2 separate regions of the Oryzias latipes genome follow, and region 1 is linked to region 2. Evidence: chromatin contacts called from public Hi-C data. All regions are on one chromosome and are shown on one strand. Each heading gives the region's core, a stretch centred on a gene start, on an enhancer-like site or on the middle of the called end of the contact. The rest is flanking DNA. Distances are from core to core; before and after follow the strand shown.

Evidence for each region. A called contact is a pair of places that touch in the nucleus more often than the background predicts.
Region 1: a Hi-C map of gastrula embryo shows a contact between it and region 2, with 2.6 times the contacts expected there. The contact joins two enhancer-like sites. A contact is called at or near these places in 5 of 5 Hi-C or Micro-C datasets (embryo, fibroblasts and gastrula embryo).

What each region holds. Positions count from the first base shown.
Region 1 is chr14:1,331,754-1,335,743 of ASM223467v1, forward strand. No RefSeq gene overlaps it. Among protein-coding and RNA genes, the nearest start is that of robo3, 51 kb to the left of the region's middle. Within about 2 kb of position 1,253, at least 1 of the 8 cell types and tissues checked has an H3K27ac peak or open chromatin away from gene starts, as enhancers often do. A contact at or near this core is called in gastrula embryo, where this site is marked.
Region 2 is chr14:1,176,924-1,180,475 of ASM223467v1, forward strand. The region is part of intron 18 of robo4 (roundabout homolog 4); the gene reads left to right. It overlaps robo3 (roundabout homolog 3), which reads right to left. Exons shown (of 28, transcript XM_023962264.1): 24 at 2,835-3,034; 25 at 2,647-2,733; 26 at 2,381-2,548; 27 at 1,853-1,995; 28 at 1-436. The coding sequence ends at 425. Among protein-coding and RNA genes, the nearest start is that of LOC110013436, 4.0 kb to the right of the region's middle. Within about 2 kb of position 1,573, at least 5 of the 8 cell types and tissues checked have an H3K27ac peak or open chromatin away from gene starts, as enhancers often do. A contact at or near this core is called in gastrula embryo, where this site is marked.

The DNA of each region.
Region 1 (3,990 bases), core at 3-2,502, 150 kb after region 2:
CTGTGGTGACGATCCCCTGGAAGCACAATTCCTTTATTTAGACACTGACAGACCAGCCTTTGAGGCTGTAAAACCAGAAGAGCTCTACTGCTTTTTTCCTCACTGTCTATTGGATGTTTTGCCACCAGGTCAGCGATGATGTACAAGGAAACAACTGGAATATTACATTTTTACAAAGGATTTGGAGCCTTGGCATGATAAGAAAAAGGGGAAGTCTTCCTTTGCTCTACAGAAACAGTCTTCTGATGTTTTGGCTCTCACATCATTTGCAGCATTGAGCCTCACATCATTCTGCTCAATCCAAAGTCATCTGAATTTTTTTTTAGCTGCTTCCCTGGCAGTCTTAAGGGATTTTCTCTAAGCAGTACCTTCTAAGTGAGGCTGTATGAGCACTGCCCATCAAAACCTTAAGGGGCAGTGAGGTACCCTCCATCCTGCCTGGGTACTCTGCTCCACCAGCTCCTTTTCTTTCAACTGCCTGCATTCATTGGTCTCATGAACGAGGTCCTTCAAGGAAACAGTGTGCTCCAGGAACAGGACGTCACTCCTGGATCCTGACAGAAGCTCTAGGTCTAGCTTCAGAGTGGCTTTCACAATCTGGTCCAGAATCCAGACCTTCCAGTCCAGATCGACTCTGCTGGAGTAGACAGAGGTTCAGCTGGTTGGCTCATTTGCATTTGGTCCTACTCTTATTCTCCCACACAAGCAAATGGCCCCTGCTGACTGCTATACTGTTTCAAACTTTACATTTCAAATTTACAGCAAAAAATTCTCATTTTTGGCCACATGGCAGTTAGACATGAAGTCCCTGGCTTCATGGGGATGTATAATGTTTTGGGCCAACTCACAGATTCACATTCATGGTGGGTTTTTTATTTAAAAGACAAAAGAAAAAATGGCCACACTAGCTGCACTCATCCCCAGGTTTCACGTTGACTTAAAAGGATCAAATACATTTTTTGTCTCCTAACTATTTGGTGAGATCAGGTAATATCACCTGTTCAGTGACATTAAAGGCTGCTTTTATCAGCAGAGAGAAAATTCATGTTTTCAACCTTTGCATTTACAATGATTGTTGAACATTTTAGGTGGTGCAGCATCAAACGGGTTTGAGGGGGACTTCATCTCGCAGTAGAGTCCAGATGTTCCCAGCAGGCCGAGTTCAGGAGTTTTTCTCCTGATCAGGACTAAAGAGCGATGGTCACTCGCCTGTGGAGTCCCTCTCCAATCATTACCATGTTAATAACAGAAGCAGGGAAGGGGGGGGGGGGGGGGGGGCTCTGAGGGAGAGCCAGAAGCTCTGCTTAATTCTAGATGATTAGCTCTAAGTTTCACCCCAGAATTCACTGACAGAAAAAACAACCCCTACTACTCTCATTAGCCATGTCCAGCTGCTTCAGTGACTCATGTGAACCTCCAGCATCTCTCCAAACTAACACTGCTGCCAGAAGACTCCAAACACACCATCAGTAATTTAGACTAATCCTAACTCCTCCTGACGCGGTAATGGAACCCTCCCTGCCAGCCAGACAAAATGACTGTGTGTTCCTGTGTGTCCATCCTCCCACATATTCTCCCCACCATCCCCTCCGCCAGCCAAAATGGCCGCTGTGAACAAAGAGACGGGCTTCCATCAGAATAAATGGGCAATTTAAGCCAGTGTTGAAGCAGCTGAGGGTTGCTTCATTCAAGTGGCTTTTCATGAATAACAAATCATTTGGTACCTGATGAGTCCAACAAGTGCTTACATCTGTTTTGAAAAATTGGGACATTTATGAACAGTTCGTTTGGAATTTAATTTTCTGTTTAATGTTTCAAGTATATTCACACGCACAGAGACATTTATGGATCCTAGAATAATAGCTGCATTTCATGTGTAATGCACAGCACGAGTCCAGACGTTTCTGAACAAGTCTGGATCCAAGGATGTTTGTCAAACTCAATTGTCTAATAACAAAAAGCTTAACACGGCTGTGAAATCCTGGCCCTAAAGGGACACAATTCATGCTCACAACATGTTTTTAAACGTACCCAGGCAGGCAACGTTTAACCAGATTTTCATTGGACTTGTCTTCACTGTGTTAGTATGTGTTCTGTTTATAACCCATTTGTCAAACTACAGAGTTCAGCTGATGAGCTGTAGTCAAAGAAATGACCTTTCTCCATTTTGTCTTTGGCCAACATGTGCGGATGCTGTGAACCTGTCACAGCTCGCCAAACAAGCAAGAATAAAAGCCTCAAGGCTGCGGCGCTTCTGCTCCGTCTCCATTCAGTCCACCGCTGAAAAGAAACTTGTGACAACCAAGGAACAACTATTGCTCGCCTTTTTCTTTTCAGGCAGTCTGTCAAGTAGACAGATCAGAAATGAGACATAAAAGGAAAAGAAGCTTTAATGGTTTCAATTCTACAAAAGAAAAATCCACAAAGAATTGACTGTCATTCTGTTGAATGTTGTTCAAATGAATGCCAGCAGGCTGTTCTGCTGTAATATTCAGTCTGCCTTTCCCATTTTCAATGTTTTGATGCTATTTTTGATCAATAAGGAAAGAGTTTTTGGTCTATATTTATATATATATATATATATATATATATATATATATATATATATATATATATATATATATATATATATATATATATATATATATATACATATATATATATATATATGTGTGGATATATTTTCAAAGACATAACCAATGACTAGAAATAGAATAATTCCTGAATCTGATTATGGACTTGTGTATGCTAAATAAACCCATTTGTAGCTCCTTTGTATTCATCTAAATCCTCTGTAGTTTATTGATCTCTGACAAAGATTGTCTGCAGAATTTGAGAATTTAGGAAACAAAATGAGTTTCAGAAGCAGCCCTGCAGTTGTGGGTCCACATGATTTAAAAACTACAACAGGTAAAATAGATAATAAGTAGATATTTCTCAAATTATATAAATTATAGAGAACATGGACCTTATGATCTTGATAGTGATGTGGATCCAGAGACACGTGTCTTTAATAAGTTCAAGGATACCTTCAGACATTGTTGCAAGGAACAACTCAGTGACGTTAAAACTGAGGAACATTTTCTGTGATTCATTTCAAATGTAGAAGTCTACCAAGAAACTTTAACAAAATTCAATCTTTTTTGGACACATTTAAAGGAAAATTTGAAGTAATTGCACCGTCAGAGACATGGATAAATAAAGTGAGAATAATTTGAAAGTTGAAGGTTATGTTTGTATTTCAATTCCTGAACAAATAGGATTGGAGGGGAGTTGCCCTTTATATTGACAACGGTTTAAAATGGAAACCGGTAAAATGCATGACTTCTGCTTTTGATGATTTACTGGAAAGTGTTGCTGTGGAAATGGAGTTACAAAAAAAAAAAAAATATGACTGTTGGATGCTTATCTAGGAAACCAGCATCAAACATTGAAACTTTTAAGGACAATTCAGCAGATATGTTCAGTAATCTAAACCAACATAAACAATTAATAATCTGTGGAGACTTCAATATGTTTCTCATAAAGCTTGATTCACATTTACAAACATCTACTTTTTTCGATTCATTATATAGTAAAGTTTGGGTTTTGTTCTAATAGGTCTACAGATTTGGCTACAATGAAAATTGTTGAAGAAATTTCAACAGCAATTGACAAAAAGAAATACACAAGAGGAGTTTTCATTGATTTAAAGAAGGCTTTTGACACCAAAGATCATTCTATCCTGCTTTCTAAACTATATGCATGTGGGGTTAGAGGAATGGCCCTGAACTGGATCACCAGTTATTTACAAAACAGACAACAATATGTGCAGTTTGGAGGTAATGCGTCTGATCTCATGAATATCATTAGTGGACTCCAACAAGGCTCAATTATTGGAGCGAAACTTTTTATTTTATATATAAATGGTATTTGTGATATTTCTAAGTTGTTACAGTTTGTTTTATATGCCGATGATACTGACTTTTTCTGTTCTGGGGATAATCTGAA
Region 2 (3,552 bases), core at 323-2,822:
CACACTTTGTGCTTCACATCCTCTTCTGTTTTTCCATCACAACCAGAGTCCAGCAGTGGTTCTGCTATTCAAATGTTTTCATATTCAGACAAAAAACAACCAAAAAACATGGCACATTGGAGGGGAACGTCTTTCTGAAAACAGACTTTTTTTATGTTTTTTAATCATCATAAATATGAAACTTCTCCTTGCCTGCATCCAGAATCCACAAAGAAACATTACAGCAGAGGTATTTACAGAAGAATGGAGAGCTGTCAGCTCCAAATCATAAATAACTTTGAGAAGACTAAAAAGTCCGTCCTTTTCCCCTTCTTCACAGGAATGACACCGGAATGAATCTCGCTTCTTGAGCTTCCAGCTGAGCTCCCTTTATCCAGGGCGGGGTAATGCAGGCATCACGTCCCACCAGGAACCTCTGCTGTCCTTATCTCATGTCCTAAAGAGACACACGTTTGAGCCACGGGACAGCAGACGTCCTCACTTCAACAAACTCTGAACACAGAGGCATGTGCTTGTCATGTTCATCCTCACCTTTAGATAACGTTTGCTGGGCTTCTATCAACAGATAGTCATTCATGTTTGACATAAACCTGTCAGAATAAGAGTCTGAACGTGTTTTTGTGGAGCTTTTTCAGATCAAAATGCACTTCAGGAGACAGCTTCTTAGCAGTAAATGGCCTCTCTCTTTGACAGCATCAGGCTTACTTTGTTGAAGAGATCTTTTACGCATCCTCTAAGCCAGCAAGCTGCCTTGCTTGGCTCAGACTGCCAGGGTCAGGGGTCAGGGGTCAGAGGGAGGTGGCTGGAGCCGCCCAGGAGCAAGAGGTGACCTCTGTAAGCTTCCGCTACAACCACCCAAACTTCACTGCAGATTAATGCAATGCTTTTGTGTCTGAGTAAGAGCAGTCAGGGTCAGCTGGGAGGAAGTGTGGGAGCCTTCCTCACCCCTCTGTGGGGGGCTACGGGTGACAGCATGAGGTACATGGGGGGCCATGTCTGTGTTTGAGTGCAGGGCCAAAAAAAAGTGCAGATGTGCTTGTTACTCTTTGCAACATTCCCATGTCAGATGCGTGCTGAGAGCCACGCCTGGCACGCTTCCCATCCTGTCTCCTCACACGAGACGCTTTATGGCGTCGCCTCAGGAAACAGCCATGAACGTAACAAGTGCAGCTCTCGAGCAGCCGAGGGGTCACATCAGGAGACCTGGAAGCCCCCCTGCTACTCAGGTTCTCATTTTTCACAAACAAACTGAGCTTGTTCAGTGGCAGAGACAGAGGGAGGTTTTTAAAACCAAACTAAAGTGGACACGTTTACATCCATGTACACGTTCATCTAGAAGAGAGAATCCAAATGTCAGCTGCTGGGAGATGGTTTGGATAATGAATCCACTTTGAGATGAAAAGGGTTTTTTGGATTCGAGGGAAGAGGGACATCTGCTGGTTTCTTCAGACAGGGCTGAAGCTGCAGTCGGCTGTGGATCAGTGGACCTGCAGCCATGTCAGACCTGGTGAGGGAGCACAAACTCCCTGCAGACCTTTCTGGTAGACGGGCTCAGCTTGCTCCATTATAGAGCAGCCTGCAGGGGCTGCATTTAAAGCAGCAGCCCCACTGTGAAGTGCACCCTCTGAAGTGCACTCAGGAGTGACAGGCATGTAACCCTAATTGTTTGGTACTGTAAAACTCTCTGATAGACTGTGATGGCAGACGTGCCTGTGTGTGTGTGTGTGTGTGTGTGCCTGCAGGAGCTCTCTTCCTGCGTGCTTTATGGAGCAGATGTAATTATGGCTGCATGACACTAAACATGGCGTGAACAGGCTTTGTTCAGGCAGCGGTGGACAGAGGAGAGCTTTACCTCGCTGTGTTTCTGGGTGGAGTTAAGCCCTCGAGAGCCAGTGGATCCTCTGGAGGAGGAGCTTCCTGTGGTTGAGCAGTTACTAGACATCTGACTCCTGGAGAGATAACTGCCCTTACTGTTGTACGCCATCCCTTCTTCGTCTAGCAAGCCAAGAAAGAGACAGTTTGGAAAGCTATTAAAGCTTTTAGAAAATAAAGAAAGGATTTGGTCTTTAAATTAAAAATATGAACATTTTTAATGCACAAACAAGTAGTTTCCTTTAAATACAGTCAGTAAAACTCCTGTGAATTTGCCCCAAAAAAGAGATCCACCACGTAGATCAGGTTAAGAACGTAAATGCTGCAGAATCAAGATCTGCCAAACGGGATTGTGTGAAAAGGAACATGTGAAGAAACGTGTTTGAACATCAGAAGTGCAACTACCAACATGTTGACCAACAGTTCACCAAGAAAAATGGTTCTTTGACCTTTTTTCCACCTTCATCAAAATGAATGAATGAAGTCCAAAGGAAAAGCAGAGTCTTACTGTCAGCGTGCCTCTGAGCAGAGCTTTTCCGCTGCTGGCTGTTGCTGCTGTATTCCCTCCTCTCCAAAGAGGACAGGACTCTGTTTGACGCTTGGCCCGCCTCCATGCAGCCCTGCCAGCCCTGTGGTCCGTCCTCCTCTGAAGGGGGGTCAGGTGGGGGTGGAAGGTCTAAGCAGACAGAAATCAGGAGAGAAACTCATGAAATGCAAAACCAAACCAAAAAAAGTCATTTAAGCTCTAAAACTCTTTCATGCGTGGAAAATCACCTCCTTGCAGATCCCTCCTGTACGCAGAAGTTTTAGAGAGCTTTTTCTTTCCTCGTGATTTTTGGTAGGGAGGGGTGCATGCCTCTGCTGGGGAGGGGCAGTCATGTGCTGGATGAGAAACACAGGTGACACAGCTGAGAGATGAGATGCCCACTCGTGTCAGTGGGCCGCCGGGTTTGTCACCTTACCGGGTGTAGTTGTGCCGACAGCGCCTCCATCCTTGGTTGGCCCCTGGCTGTGAAAGCAGCGATGGGCGGGGCTTTGGCAGTGTGGCATGTAGCCCTCTGATGAGGCATGCTGCTGTTGGCTGGAGAGGTTTGGGTTGGACCGCGTCAGTGTTGGGCTGGGGGCCTGTGGTCCTGGCGTCAGACCGCAGGGTAACCTTCTGCTGTGGGAATGAAAGGCAGTGGGTTACTGGCTGTTACTGCCCAGATACTGTGAGGGAACTGAAGTGGAGTTAGAAAACACAAAAAAGTACACAGTTAAGAAAAAACAGAAATGTCTTCTTTTTTTTCATCTATCTATCTACATATTACTGGATTGGTCGTCACGTGACGTACGGCGTGACACACATGAGCCATTTCTATGCATTGAGTGAAGTAATGATGAGGTTCAAACAGGAACGCAAAGATTCACATAAAAACTCCGATGGAGAGGAATCCCTTCACAGGTCAGTGATGACATTTTAATAGAGAGAAGTCAGGCGCGGAAGAGTGACGGCTGTCTGACAAACAGACTCTCTCTCTTCATGCCATGTTGGGATGTAGTGCAGGAATAACGTTCATGCCTTTTACAAAAGGCTTTGCAGCTGAAGACTGTGTTTTAGACACGTTTACATCCATGCTGCTAAAGTCCCATAACTAAGCAAAACTACTTTGCTAATAATTTACACACCTGTAGGAAACA